2 separate regions of the Sus scrofa genome follow, and region 2 is linked to region 1. Evidence: chromatin contacts called from public HiChIP or PLAC-seq data. All regions are on one chromosome and are shown on one strand. The core of a region is the stretch at or near the end of the contact, and the rest is flanking DNA. Distances in the headings are between cores, read along the strand shown.

Evidence for each region. HiChIP or PLAC-seq counts read pairs in DNA pulled down with a chosen protein or histone mark.
Region 2: a contact with region 1 is called in an H3K27ac HiChIP or PLAC-seq map of alveolar macrophages. The contact joins two enhancer-like sites. A contact is called at or near these places in 1 of 5 promoter capture datasets (liver), 1 of 47 Hi-C or Micro-C datasets (liver) and 1 of 2 datasets of contacts at active chromatin or transcription factors (alveolar macrophages).

The regions. Positions count from the first base shown.
Region 1 is chr2:14,692,261-14,699,850 of Sscrofa11.1, forward strand. The region is part of intron 1 of PTPRJ (receptor-type tyrosine-protein phosphatase eta); the gene reads right to left. Among named protein-coding and RNA genes, the nearest start is that of TRNAE-UUC, 19 kb to the left of the region's middle. Within about 2 kb of position 5,696, at least 46 of the 83 cell types and tissues checked have an H3K27ac peak or open chromatin away from gene starts, as enhancers often do. A contact at or near this core is called in alveolar macrophages, where this site is marked.
Region 2 is chr2:14,739,449-14,747,201 of Sscrofa11.1, forward strand. No RefSeq gene overlaps it. Among named protein-coding and RNA genes, the nearest start is that of PTPRJ, 19 kb to the left of the region's middle. Within about 2 kb of position 2,108, at least 6 of the 83 cell types and tissues checked have an H3K27ac peak or open chromatin away from gene starts, as enhancers often do. A contact at or near this core is called in alveolar macrophages, where this site is marked.

The DNA of each region.
Region 1 (7,590 bases), core at 4,446-6,945:
TGGAAGTTCCCAGGCTAGGGGTCGAATCAGAGCTGCAGCTGCTGGCCTACACCGCAGTCACAGCAACATGGGATCCAAGCCGCATCTGTGATCTACACAACAGCGCAAGGCAATGCTGGGACCCTTAGCCCACTGAGTGAGGCCAGGGATCAACCCTGCGTCCTCATGGATGCTAGTCAGATTCTGTCTGCTGAGCCACGACAGAGACTCCTAGTTTTTAGAAAATTTTCAAGGCGCTCGTGTCATAATGGACGGCTACCCCATCCCTCCAGTGTGTACCATCTGCTCTGAGTCCAAGGATGTTTCTCACAACCAACACTCCTCAGGGTCACTGCCTTCCGTCAGAATCAGGCTGAGGGCACAAAGTTCTCCTGGTCAGCACCCATCTTTGCTCTGCTCTCCGACGTTTGCTTTCAGGGCTCAGCGGGGCGGGAGGGCAGGGGGGCGGGCTTCTAGACTGGTGAAGCAAGAGGTCTCAAGACCAAACAGGCTTGTCCCCAGGTATCTGTCTGGCAAGGGGTCAGGCAGAAGAGGGTGAACCAGGAAGGGTGCTTCCTTTCCACCGAGAGCCCTTCTCCGTTGCTCTCATAAAGGCCAAGCGCTCGCCTAACCCCTGCCGCCTCCACGTTCCACAAAGAGGCTGCCCCCAAAGCAGGAAAAGAACAGGGAGATGGGGTGGTGGGCAACCAACAGCCAGATCCCAGAGGCCCTTGGTGGGGGGTAGGGGGGATCCCCACCCCCCCAACACACACACACACCCCTAGGAAGCCTCGCCACCCCCAACACACACACACACACACACACACACACACACACACACACACACCCCTAGGAAGCCTCCCCACCTCCAACACACACACACACACACACACACACACACCCTAGGAAGCCTCGCCACCCCACAACACACACACACCCCTAGGAAGCCTCCCCATCCCCAACACACACACACACACACACACACACACACACACACACACCCCTAGGAAGCCTCCCCACCTCCAACACACACACACACCCTAGGAAGCCTCCTAGGAAGCCTCCCCACCTCCAACACACACACACACACACACACCCCTAGGAAGCCTGGAGAGAGGGAAACTCAGGAGAGGGGGCAAAGGAAGGCCTCGGCCTTCTCCTCCTAAGTATCTAACCCTCCCCCTCCGGCAGCTGCCAGCTGCCATTTGCATGAATGAAGGCGGTGGTCAGTTTGTACCTGGGAGAGAACAAAGCAGGAAATAAAAGAGCTGTCTGTCACCTACTCAAAGCCAGAGCGCATCGAGCTTAATTAAAGGGAGCCCCACCCCCGCCTCCCGCAGAAGGAGGGATTTGCTCGCCAGCCCCCCCCTCCCCCCAACGGGCCCTTACAAAAGGATCCTGTTCCCACTTAACCTGTTTCTCCTGGGCCTGCTTCTAGTCTCAATGAGCTGCTTTTTACTTTTTTTTTTTTGTCTTTTTGCCATTTCTTGGGCACTCCCGCGGCACATAGAGGTTCCCATGCTAGGGGTCTGTAGCTGCCAGCCTATGACAGAGCCACAGCAACGCTGGATCCGAGCCACATCTGCAACCTACACCACAGCTCACGGCAATGCCGGATCCTTAACCCACTGAGCAAGGGTAGGGACCGAACCCGCAACCTCATGGTTCCTAGTCGGATTCGTTAACCACTGCGCCACGATGGGAACTCCCTTTACATATTTTTTAAAGTTTTATTATTACATGTACGTGGGAAGGAAAAAAAAGACCTAGAAAAGGAAAAGAGAGGATTCTCCCTCCCACCTCAGAGCCCCAGGACCCTCAGAGCCCCTCATCCCAGGGGCTTCACTTCTACGATGCCTCCCAGCTCTCCCAAGGCAGGCCCAGGGCTTCCTGCCACTCACACTCCAGCCCCCAGCCTCAGCAACATCCCTGGGTGTGTAACTTGTGCCTGGCACTTTGCAAAATGGATTCTCACCAAATTGGCCGAACGAAGATTTGGCATACCAGGGGTGATCAAAACAGCGAGGAAGCGGCTTTTTAAAAACGGAGGTGGCCGTTCCTACTAACCACCCTCCATTCCTCATGTGTGCAGGACGTCATCCATGTATCACCAACATTTTTATAGCAAGGGACTCGTACCTATGCATCCCCTATTTCCTTTAACCCCATGAGGCATAAGATGCTCAGAGATGAGCTCTGGTGCCCAGGGCTGTTCCCAAGGCCCCACTGCCCTCCAGGGACCACCCACATGGACTCACTGCCCCCCAGGTGGTCCTTCCTGCCCCTGCCCCACTGATGTGCGTTAATGCCATTGCCCAAAAAGATCCCAGGCTCCTGCCCTTTCCCATGATCGTGGTGATAATAAGTTCCGCTGCAGGGTCAGCTGCCTGGGTTCCAATCTCAGCTCTACCACGTAACAGCTCTGTGACCTTATATAAAGTACTTAATCCTTTTCAAGCAGACTACTTAATCTTTTCCACCTGCAAAAAGGGGATATGAGAGTCCCTACTCATCTGCTGACTCTGTGCATTAAGATAACGTATGTCAAGTTTACCACGCTGACGGGGACAGGGCTCAATATTCCTATAACGTTCCCCCACCACCATCTTCATCACCAGCACAGCGTAGACAGAGCACAACACATGGGCACCATGCTTCACACCAGACAAGTGCTTCCACGCTCATCTTCTTCATTTTCTCACAACGATCCCATGAGGTTGGCGGGGCAGGGATTAGGGTGCCCGTTTTGGAGATGAGGCTACCGAGGCTCAGAAACGTAACTGACCCATAAGCACACAGTGGCGGCCAATACCCAAGCCCCATGAGATCCAAACCCCCAATTCTAAGCTCTTCCCCACTCCCATGCTGTCTCCTCCACAGGGGGTTCAGGGAGCTCTCGTGGGAGCTGTCTGGTTTTGCGTTGGGGTGCGGGCTCAGGCACCACCTGGAAGGACATCCATTCAGCCACTCCAGGCCTCTTGCCTCATCAACACCACGTGCTCCTCCTCTCTCTCGAGCTGCCGTGAGGATAACGAACGAGAAGTAGCTGCAAGGAGCATACAGTGCTGAGTTCCCTGGTGGCCTAGCAGTTAAGGATTTGATGGTGTCACTGCTGTGGCTTGGGTTCGATCTACAGCCCGGGAACTTTTGCATGCCTCGGGCATGGCCAAAAAGAAAGAAAAAGGAAAAAGAAAAAAAAAAAAAAAAAAAGAGTACACAGTGCTCACCGGTCTGTCCAAGGGAGGTCTGTGCCCCCTGGAAACCGCAAGCAGGAAGGGGAGGCTGAGTAGCCCTTACCGAGAACAAATCTATAGCCCAGAGTTTCGCTCAAACCACGTGAGAGACATCCTAGTCAATTCAAGCCCCCTCAAGGGCTCCAATTCAGCCAGCCCAGCTTCCTCCAAAACCCCCAAAACGGTGGCTACAAAAGCTAACAGACCTGTCTCTTGGTGGATCCTCACCCCAAAAGGCTGGCTGTGTGGTGGACAGAGGAAGAGCCTGCCTCCCCAAAACCTAGCTGGAGGATCTTACACAAGTCATCTTACCATTATTTTTTAAATTTAGTTATACTCAGCCCCAGCCACCGAATATTTACAGCGGCTTCGAACAATACAAACAACACAAAAGAATAAAATAAACAGTCAAGGGAGTCGGGCCAAGAGAAAATAAGTGTAAGAAAAAGAACAAAGGCTGGGGTAAGGTCAGCACATAGAAAAATACCATATGATGCCTTCCTGCAGAAGTGTCAAGATAGGCCACAAACCTCGCTCTCAGGTGCTTAGTAACCAAAGCGAAAGGGAAACATGATCGGCCACGAGATTCTCGGTGCCCAGAACAGGAAAACAAACCAGTTGTTCCAGAGAAGCACATCTTTCCCTGCCTGATTCAGAGCCTCAGAAAAGTTTCTCCACTGGACCTTTAGAAAAGGTCACAACAACATGCTAACAGATCCCCACCACAGACCCTGATGCCTCTGCCAGGAGTTCCTTACTTCACCAGCATCTCCTGCAATGCAAAGGCATATTGCAAAAAGGATAATTCAGCCAACGCCGGCAAGTCACTTTACGCCCTAGAGCCTCAGTTACCTCATCTGTGAAATGGTCCATCTGTCTGACCAGGCTGTGCGAGGGTTAAACAGGATAACAGGTGATCAGGCATGCACCTGATACACAGTACATCCTCCATAAAGATCAGTTCGTCGCTTTTACAAGAAGGTAAGTTCCTCCAGGGTAGAGCTCTTGGTCTGAATTGGTCATCGATTTATCCCAAGCACCTAGAATAGCCACTGACATATAGTAATTACTCTATAAATATTTGTGGAGTTCATGAATTTTCTGCAGCAGGTTCCTAGAAACACTGGTCTCGTGAGATACTCTAAAGAGAAAGATAGGAGTTCCCACTGTGGCGAAACAGGATCTGCCTCTCTGCAGCACCAGGACACAGGTTTGATCCCAGGCCCGGTGCGGTGGGTTAAGGATCCAGCATTGCCACAGCTGCAGCATAGGTCACAGCTGCGGCTTGAATCTGATTCCTGGTCTGGGAGCTCCATATGCCACAGGGCAGCCAAAAAATAAAAATAAAATAATAAATAAATAAATAAATAAATAGAGAGATGCAGCAGAAATGAATCTGACTAGTAATCATGAGGTTGTGGGTTCAATCTCTGGCCTTGCTCGGTGGGTTAAGGAGCTGACGCTGCCGTGAGACGCAGCTCGGCTCCTGCATTGCTATGGCTGTGGTGTAGGCCGGCAGCTGTAGCTCTGACTCCCCTAGCCTGGGAACCTCCATATGCCACGGGTTGCAGCCCTTAAAAAAAAAAAAGAAAAAAGAAATAAATACAGAAATAAACAGACATGAGGTAAAACAAAAATCTTGGGAAAAAAGTTGAATATCCGTCTCCCTCTGAAAGAGTCCTAAGCACGTGGAAGGTTCCTTGAAGTCTTACAAGAAAGATACGTTTGATTTTGCTTGGCCCAGAATTCTCCAAACTTGCTTGCCCCCACAGAATGGAAACTAGACCACAAGTGTTCTTGAGAACTTAAGGACTCCGACTGATCCTAAGAAGGAACGGGGCCACCCAGAAGATAAAGATATGGTCCCATAACAGCCAAGGAACAGAGAGCATGCTCAGTTTCCAAGCCGACCCCCTCCACCACCACCACCTCCTAGCTTGGGAACACAAGGCATTTTTTAAAAAATCAAACAGATCCTTTGGACCTAACCAGCTCCCTTGGTCTGGACATACAGACACTCTGGCTGCCCCAGAACATTCTAGAACCCACTCTTTCAGCAAGACCAATTCCCAGACTCCTGGCTCAGGGTGACCTGCATGCAGAGAAATATCCAAGTCAAAGCAAAGATCCCCAAAGTCGGGCGTGAGACAAGGGTCCTCAGAACCCCCAGGGAGGGCAGCACTTTTTGGGAAGAGGCTCCGGGAAGAGGACCTGGGTGTGTGTCTGTCCAGGAGCCCCTGGCTGGCAGCCCACACGGGGCATCACGAGTTTCTGTTGTGCTCACTAAGCCGAGAGGCCGCCTGGCAACAGGTTCCCCTGGCTGACACTCTGGCTGCTGCCTTGGAAGGTGCCACCCCCCAGCTCCCAGAGGGCCAGGCGGGCAGGAGGCCAGGCATCTCAGTGACGAGCACCCCCTCCCCCATGCGAACCAGGGCTCTCCTGGGCACCCACAGGGCTCGCTGGGCAGGAAATGATTAACGAGTGTTTACCAAGCACTTCCGGGCAGCAGAGGGCTGCTCCCAGCCTCGGCTCCACCCCGCAGGTTCTGGTGCACATTCACTCATTCCTGAAACGACTGTTAATTATTTACCGAGTACTGAGGACCGAGTACCCGCCCAGGCTTCTAGCTGAACCCTGGCCTTGACCTCAGGCCCCTCTGTGCCCCTAGGCTGCTGTGGCCTGTGTCCACACCTCATGTGGACCTACCCAGCTGCCAGAGTCCCGGTCCTCCTAGTTCTAGGCACCTCGTACGTGTGTTTGAAAGAAATTCAAGCGGCCTATAGGTGAACATGAGCCCAAGTGTCATTTTAACATTACTGGTCATCTGACTTCTGCCCCGCAGAGCTGGACATCTTGAATGCAACCCTGAGCTGCATTCTCAGCAGCCCTGTGTGCAGGCCCTGGGCTAAGTGCCAGGGACAGGAAGGGGGCTGAGACCCGTGAGCCATCCTCTCTCAGGGCCCAGCCCCCTTTCTCTCCATTCCCTCCTCCCCCGTCCAACCGTGTCCAGAGCAGGCGCGCCTTCTTTCCCGCACTAGAACGTGAGGCCCTTGACTACTGAGACGTGACCCTCCATTCCTACTCCCCTGAGACTCAGTACAGGGCGTGGCACAGAGCAGGCTCAGGGGACCATGCTGAATGGAGAGGCATGGCACTCAACACTGTGGGTGGTAGGCCTTCCAACAAAGCCTCCTGGTTGCCAACCTTGAAACCACCACCTTGGGGCTGCGGTCCATTCAATTAGCACCACTCAGAGGGTGTGGATCGAAACCAGCTGATGTGCAAGGTTGGTACCAGCAAAGCATTCCCTGTGACGTGGCACCCTGGGGTGACCCCATCTATTTAAGGGAGGCAAAATACAAGAGTAATTTCAGCAGGTGGACAGGACTGGTGGCAAGAAAAAGGGCACAGCACACTGGAGGACACGGCAAGAAACACGGCAACATGAGCCCACACGCTGCACAGGTCCAGCATCCAGAAGGCACCAGCGGCTCTGACGGGCTTGAAGCAGCAGTAATACGGTCTGGCCTGACAACAACCACAGTGCAACAACCCGAGGAGGAGGTCCAAGGTCAGAGGCAAGCCCTGCCTGCCTCTGAAGGCCCAGATATCTCCCTGAATTCTTACAGCCCAGAGGCAAGATACTTCTCCCAAACTCCAGATGACCTGCCCAAGCTTGGAAGGTCCAGGCACTTGCCCAAGGGCACTCAGCAATTAAGGGGCAGAGCCGGGCCTTGGCCTAGAGCTGCCGCATCAGGCTTTTTTTAAAGACCGCACTATAGTACTCCCGTATCCTTGCAAAACATGTTTTTGAGTTTGAAGTCTGACTGATTGTGTTACCCAACTGGGTTTCCACTTTACTCTGTAGCCCACAACTGTAAAGGTCTTATGTTATGAACCTCTTCCCCTTCCCGTATCATGAAGTGTTCTTTCAAAGCACTTGTGATGACTGCGTCATAATCCATGGTTTCCACAATCCCCCGCCGCTTAACATTTTGGTTGTTTCCAACCTATGGCTTCTTGTTTTTAACAGGGCAGCCCACACAAAGTTCATCTCACTGTGTTCTCACAGGGGAAACTCTGCACCCCAGATACCACCCATTGTGAGACTTATCTCCAAGGAGGATGAGTAAGACAATGACTTTCAACGTCATTATCAACAAGTTTTATTCTAAACAGAACACGACTCTTTTCCTTCCCCCACTCACCTCCCAAACTCAGCCTCCCAGTTTGGGTTACTGGGTTGGTTCCTCTATTAGACAGAAATGCAATAAATGGGGGTAGCAGGTGGGGACCATCTGGCAGCCAACACCTCCAAGATCCAAGCGTGCTCTCCCTCCCCTTGGGTGGCTGAAAACTGCAGAGACGCTAGACACTG
Region 2 (7,753 bases), core at 858-3,357, 44 kb after region 1:
TGCCAATAAGGAGCATGAGCAAGAAATCAACCTTTAGAGTGTTAACTGATGTGGTTTTAGGGTTTATCTTTCACAGCAGGTAGCATTGCTTTAACCCACCAAAGCTCAATGTTGAAGATTTAGCCATTCCTTAGAAGGAAAACCTGAATAGGTTCCATTTTTTTTTTTTTTTTTTTTGTCTTTTCACTATTTCTTGGGCTGCTCCTGCGGCATATGGAGGTTCCCAGGCTAGGGGTCGAATCGGAGCTGTAGCCACTGGCCTATGCCAGAGCCACAGCAACGCGGGATCCAAGCCGCGTCTACAACCTACACCACAGCTCACGGCAACGCCAGATCCTCAACCCACTGAGCAAGGACAGGGACCGAACCCGCAACCTCATGGTTCCTAGTTGGATTCGTTAACCACTGCGCCACAACGGGAACTCCCCCTTTTTTTTTTTTTTTTTTTTAGGTTCCATTTAAATCATGACGGCTTTTGGAAAACAAAATCAGGAACCGCACAACTGTTGGGGGAGACATGTACATTGCAATATTGTATTCCATCCACTTGTGACTTTTTTCATATTTTTACATCTGGGGTAAGGTCGTGTGTTGTAATCGATGGCGTCTCAAATTGCTGGAGGTCAGGAGACAGTCGTGCTGTCGTTGCTCCTGATCACATGTGCATGATCTTGGTCACAGCTCTCCCTCTTGTCTTCTTTCCCATGAGTTTTGTACACGCTTAGCACCCCAGGTGTCGGTGTGATCACCACTGACAATGTCGGCAAAAAAAAAAAAAAAAAAGATTCCATGCTGATTTGGCCCTGAAATGAGAAGTTATTGTGGATTAAAAAGGCAAGGAAACAGAGCAGCTTGATACATGATAAAAATCTCTGTCTACCTGAGACTTAAAAGAGCTCCTTCAATAGGCGTAACATGGAAATTCTAAGTGATAGAAAAGCTGTGCGTCATGGTTCTCTGTTTCTTAGAAATACATCAGTAACAGTGTGGGCTGTAATTGATGGGAGCCTTAGATTTGGTGAAATTGTCAATACATCACAACTTCAGTAATTTCAACCAACGAAGGAATCCAGGGTAAATAATGGTGATAATAGGAGTTCCCGCGGTGGCTCGGCAGTAACAAGCCCAAACTAGTATCCTTGAGGACTCAGGTTCGATTCCTGGCCTCACTCAGTTGGTTAAGGATCCGGCATTGCTGTGAGCTGCAGTGTAGGTCGCAGACACGGCTAGGATCCTGAGTGGCTGTGGCGGTGGTGTGAGCTGGCCGATTGGACCCCTAGCCTGGGCACTTCCATAAGCCATGGGTACAGCCCTAAAAAATTAATAGTAACAGTAATAAAAATATAACAACTTGCACTCGCCGAGAGCCAACCATGTGCCAGGCAGCCCGATGCTTTACTCACATTATCTCATTTAATCATCCTGACAACACTGAGGTGGGTGCTCTTATACATGATTGCAAATAGTCCTAAGTGCCAGATAGGAAGGGAACAGGGAGCTCTGAGGAGGAACATAAGTCAGATGAGGGCGGGAGGTGAGGGGGCGGGGGCAGACCTCCCTGAGGAGGCAAAGAGACCTGAAAGCTAATAGTAGGCAGCAATTATTGAGCATTTACCATGTACCAGGTACAATTCAACGTTTATTGTGCGAGTTCCCATCATGGCCCAGCGGAAACAAATCTGACTAGTATCCATGAGACACAGGTTCAATCCCTGGCCTCGCTCAGTGGGTTATGAATCCATCTGGCATTGCTGTGAGCTGTGGCGTAGGTCGAAGATGTGGCTCGGATCTGGCATTGCTGTGGCTGTGGTGGAAGCCAGGGGCTACAGCTCTAATTCAACCCCTAGCCTGGGAACTTCCATATGCCACAGGTTCGGCCCTAAAAAGACAAGAGACCAAAAAAAAGTTTGTTAACACACTCAATTCTCACATAAAGCCTAAGAACATTATTATCAGGTCCACTTTACAGATGAGGAAATCAAGACAGGGATAGAAAAGTTAGGTGACTTGCTCATAATAACTCAGCTAATGAGCGATACACCCAGGGAGTGAACCAAGACAGCATGGCTGCAAAGCCCGCAAATCTCACCACTTCCCCATCCCCTCCGCTGCTTGCAAGAAGTGAGTCATCTCCATTTGCCAATAAGTGCAGCCGTAAGGGAGCTTGTTACAAGCACAAGTGCTGGAGCCAGACTTCCTGAGTTCAAAGCCAGGCTCTGCAACTGACCGGCAAGGGATGTGACCTTCCTAAGCCTCAGTTGCTTCATTCGTTGTGAAGGTTAAGTGAGTTAAGACATGCACAGCGCTTAGATCAGAACCAGAATATAGTCAACCCTCAAAACACATTACGTAATATTACCCTCATGCAAGGCTCACAGTAACTCAAAGGAGACTGAGATTCAGAGAGGTTTAGCTATTTGTCAAAACTCACCCATTCCGAAAAAGGAATCAGGGAGTTCCCACTGTGGCACAGTGGGGTTAAGAATCCAACAGCAGTGGCTCGGGTTGATCCTCAGCCTGGCACAGTGGGTTAAAGAATTCAGCATTGCTGCAGCTGTGGTTCAGATTCAATACTTGGCCTGGGAACTTCCATACACCAGGGGTGCAGCCATTAAAAAAAGAAGAAGAAGAAGGTGTTCCCGTGGTGGTGCAGTGGTTAACCAATGTAACTAGGAACCATGAGGGTGCAGGTTCGATCCCTGGCCTTGCTCAGTGGGTTAAGGATCCAGCGTTGCCATGAGCTGTGGTGTAGGTCGCAGATGCGGCTCGGATCCCAAGTTGCTCTGGCTCTGGCGTAGGCCGGCGGCTACAGTTCCAATTCAACCCCTAGCCTGGGAATCTTCATATGCTGCAGGAGTGGCCCTAGAAAAAGCAAAAAGACAAAAAAACAAAAAACAAAAAACAAAAAAAAAGAAGAAAGAAAAAAAAAGGAATCAGAATTCAACCCTAAGTATCTTCACTTGAAGCCCTTGCTTTACACCTAAAGGAGATTCCTATTAAAGATTTGTCGGTGGTTTAGATCTTCATTTCAGGAAAGGAGATTCTAACTCTCAATATGACACCTCATTTTAACATCCCAAATCCCACTCAATAGTAAGGCTCTCTCATTGCCAAACTGGATTTCATCTGTTTCATGTTAAGATCATTTCTTCTTTGAGAAGGAGAGAAATTGGAGGGTCTGACCAGTCAGTTTCCTTCTGTCATCTTTCATACACTGTGCTTCACATTCCCTCACCAAGGCAGAGAAGGCAGGGAGCATTTTAGACTCTGGCACAACGTGGGTGCCCAACAGAAAAATGTGTTGCATGGAGAGCAGATTGGTGGTGTCCGAAGTGGGAGGTGGTGTCAGAAACTTCCACCTTTCAAATAAGTAAGTCACAGAATGTAATGAGCAGCACGTTAATAATGCTATTGTAGGAGTTCCCATTGTGGCTTAGCAGGTTAAGAACCTGACCTAGTAGCCATAAGGATGCAGGTTCAATCCCTAATCTTACTCAGTGGGTTTAAGATTCGGCATTGCCACAAGCTGCAGCGTAGGTCACAATGTGGCTCGGATCTTGTGTTGCTATGGCTGTGATGTAGGCCAGCAGCTGCAGCTGCAATTTAACCCCTAGCCCAGGAACTTCCATATGACCCAGGTGTGGCGATAAATAGAAAAATAGGGCGCTCTAGAGGTTAAGAATGCAGCATTGTCACTGCTGTGGCTCCAGTCACTGCTGTGACATGGGTTCAATTCCTGGCCCAAGGAGCTTCCACATGCTGCTGGCGAGGCCAAAGACATAACTTTTTTTAAAAAGAAAAAAATGGGAGTTCCCATCGTGGCGCAGTGGTTAGTGAATCCAACTAGGAACCATGAGGTTGAGGTTCGATCCCTGCCCTTGCTCAGTGGGTTAACGATCCAGCGTTGCCGTGAGCTGTGGTGTAGGTTGCAGACGCGGCTCGGATCCCGAGTTGCTGTGGTTCTGGTGTAGGCCAGTAGCTACAGCTCCAATTCGACCCCTAGCCTGGGAACCTCCATATGCCGCGGGAGCGGCCCAAGAAATAGTGAAAAGACAAAAAAAAAAGAAAAAGAAAAAAATACTACTACTATTGTATGTTTGAAAGTTGCTCAGAGAAGAGTCTTGAAAGGTCTCATCACAGGAGAAAAGAAAGATTTGTAACTAGCGTGATGATGGGTGTTTACTAGACTTAGTGTGGTGATCATTTCACAGTATGTACAAATATCAAATCATTATATTGTACATCTGGAACTAATGTTATGTGTCAATTATATCCCAATTAATAATCCTAATACCAATGGAAGGCAAAAGGAGTGTGTTTTGTGAAAGAACAAAGTGAGAGAACAGATACATGGTCTCGTACGTCCCCCTGGATCAGACAGACCCCATTCACCCCCACCCCCGCCCACCCTGCCAGCTTTTCTTTGACTGCCTTTTCTTAACCCCAGTGTTTCTCAACAAGGATGTTGTGAGGGCATTCTGAGGACACTGCGGAATTGAAGGGCCCTTGGTATGTGGTGACACCCTGGGTTTCCTTGTTCCTCATTCCCTTGGGCCATTTTTTGACCAAGAGAGTAGAGATGGAGATTGTGTGTGTGTGTGTTGGGGAGGGGGTGCTGACATGGGGGGGCAGGTGAAGGACATGTGGCCCGAACCCTCACACACACATCCTAACAGCCTGTCAAGGTCACAGGTGTCACAGACGGAGGAAGGTTGGGATCTCTGCTAAACATTCACCATCAAGCTGGGAGCCCTGGGCCTTTGGTTCCGAATGATAGAAATCTATCTCAACACATGAGGAAAAAAGAAAGGTGCGTCTGGATCATATAACTTGGAATTCCAGGGGTGGTACTAGTTTCAGGTATGAATCTAGACATTCAAACAAGACTTTTAACTTTTCTCTCTCTGTTTCCCTCTCTGCTCTGTTACTTTTCTCTCTGTATTTGATGGTTCTCTCTTCTCAGAAACCAGGCCCTCTTCAAATGATGGCTGCTGAAAACCCTCCATCAACCTTCTTCCAGCTTGCAGAGAGCTCAGGCCATCATGACTGTGTTTATGTTGGGGGCAGTGGGAAGGGCCAAGAGCCTTCCCTTTTGTCAAGGAAATCAAAAGTTTTCTCAGAAGCCCCAGTGCAGATGGCCCCTCACGCCTTATGGGCAACATCTAGGTCACATGGATACCCCTAGTGGCAAGGGAGTCTGGAAAAGTGTGGGAAAGGTTGTGATGGGCTTAGATGTAACTGTGATCCATTGCCTAGAGCTGGCCATGCGATCACCCAGAACAAAATCAGGGTTTCTTAAGCCAGGAGGAAAGGAGACCCATTGGTAGGGTGTCTACTCCAAGAAAGTATCGTGAGGCAACCTGGCTAGATCACACAAGAAGCCCAGGGAGGGAGTTCCTGCTGTGGCACAGTGGGTTAAGGATCCAGCATTGCCACAGCTATAGCGTAGGAAGTAGCTGAGGCTTGAATTTGATCCTTGGCCTGGGAACTCCTATGTGCCACTGGTGCAGCCATTAAAGAAGAAGGTGGGGGGCAGGGGGAGGAGGAGCACAGGGAGGAAAAGTTTTGCAAAAGCAGAGGAAATGCTAGCTAGACAGAAGCAACTTATGTGCACATCAGAACTGGGAAACAGGGGGGTGAAGGCCAGGAAAAGAGGTGAATCAGGACAGTTGGAAAAGGCATGGACCGCATGGAGAGGACCAGCCAGCTGTAGGTTCCTGGAACATACAGCTCTCTTCTAAGGATGTTCTGCAGCAGAGGTTCAGCAAATACAGAGGAAGCTTGGTGAGCAAGGAGCAGGATCTCACCACACAGACGGTCTGAGTTCTTCCCACGGGGTTTGTTCATCTCTGTTCTTCAAGCTCCAGCGTGACCCTAAGCCAAAGCAACACAGGTGCAGTGCCTCTGGAGCACCAAGGAGAAGCATGCCAGAAAACCTTTGGTGGTTCCTGCCACAATTCATGGTCTGGTCCCACTGTCCCCTCCACAATTCATGGTCTGGTCCCACTGTCCCCTCCAGCTTCATCTGTGGCTGTTTCTCCTCCTCCATCCTTTGGCTCCAGCTCCTCAGAGCTCCCTAAATCCAGCCTGCACTTGCGTGACTCCAGCATGTGATTCCCAATGTCCTTCCTGCCCTAGGTGTGACCTCTCTGAACCTCTGCCGTCTTTTCTATAAGTTAGGAAGCCCCTCCCCTACTAGATGTTGTGAGAATGATGAAGACGAGATAAACCATGTTAAGTGCTCTGGTGTATAGTAAGCCCTCAATACTCACTAATTGCTTTGTTGTTGTTTGGGTTTTTTTTTTTTTTTTCTCCTTTTCTTGGAAATTCCCAGGCCAGTGTTCAGATCCAAGCCTCAGTTGCAACCTATGCTGCAGCTGCAGCTGCAGAGACAAACCAGATGCCTAAACTATTGTGCAGAGCCGGGAATCGAACATGCATCCCAGTACTCCAGGGACACCACAGATCCCATTGTGCCACATCGAGAACTCTGTGCTTGCTGTTATTATTCACCAATCTCTGTTCTGAAATCTTAGCAAATGTGATTGACATGGTCTCGTGCTTATGCATTCCCTCCTTGCTGTATTCCTGAGTGAGCATGTCAGGAGGGTGAGCCTCTTGATGTGTGCGGCTGCCTTTTGCATCTTTTTCTCTGCTTCGGCCTGGCCAGCACACAGCTTGTTCTTGAAGAGTTCACCTGAGATGAAAGACAGACAGCCGTACAGGGGACAGACGTGTCCATCCAGGACACGGTGGAAATGCAGAGCTACAGCGGGCAGAATGTCCACCTCCAGGGTTGTCCCCTCCTGCTGGCGGTGGGGCCACACCAGGAAATGGAGCCCACTCACAGTTCCACAACAGGGCTCTTAGGAAAGTCAGGCGAATTCGTCCACCAAAGATGTGTGGTTAAGGCTCGCCGCCAGGCATCTCCCCCAAAAGGCAGGAACCTGCCAATGAGAGGAGGTGAGGCCTGAGTGCCACTGCCTCCCTTCACGGCCCATCAGCAGTGACTCAGCAGGAAGCCAGCCAAGGCCTGAGTCACTCCCTCCCCTACCACCACACCCAGGGTTTTCCTCCAGGGCTTGGAAGGCTGCTTATAGCTGGAGGTGTAAATCCTCCATACCTGGGTCTCCCCAGGCCTATGAAATCATGCTTTAACCTAGCTTAGTATTTACAAGCACATGTTCTGGAGTTAGGCTGCTTAGGTAGAAGCCTGGTTCTGCCTCTTATTTAACCCGCAGCAGGTTTCTTACATTCTCTAGCCACAGTTTGACCATCTGTACATGGGCAATACAGTACCTCTCTCAGAGAAGTGACTTAGAACGGTACCCGGTGAGTTGACAGGGCTCCTCTAACACCCAGGGCCTTTGCTCATGCTACCTTTTTTTTTTTTTTTTTTTTTTGCTTTGCTTTGCTTTGCTTTTTAGGCCGCAGGAGCAGCATACGGAAGTTTCCAAGCTAGAGGTCAAATCAGAGCTACAGCTGCTAGCCTACACCACTGCCACAGCAATGCAGGATCTGAGCCGAGTCCATGACCTACACTACAGCTCACGGCAACACCAGATCTTCAACCACTGAGCGAGGATATTAGTCAGATTCATTTCCAATACGTCATAGCGGGAACTCCTGTACACGCTAATTTCTTTGCCTAGAATGTCTTCGCCCCAGATGGATGTGCAGCTCCCCCTACTTAATTCGGGTCTTTACTAAATGTTCATTTTCTCAGTGAAGCCTTTGATGGTCACCCTTTCTA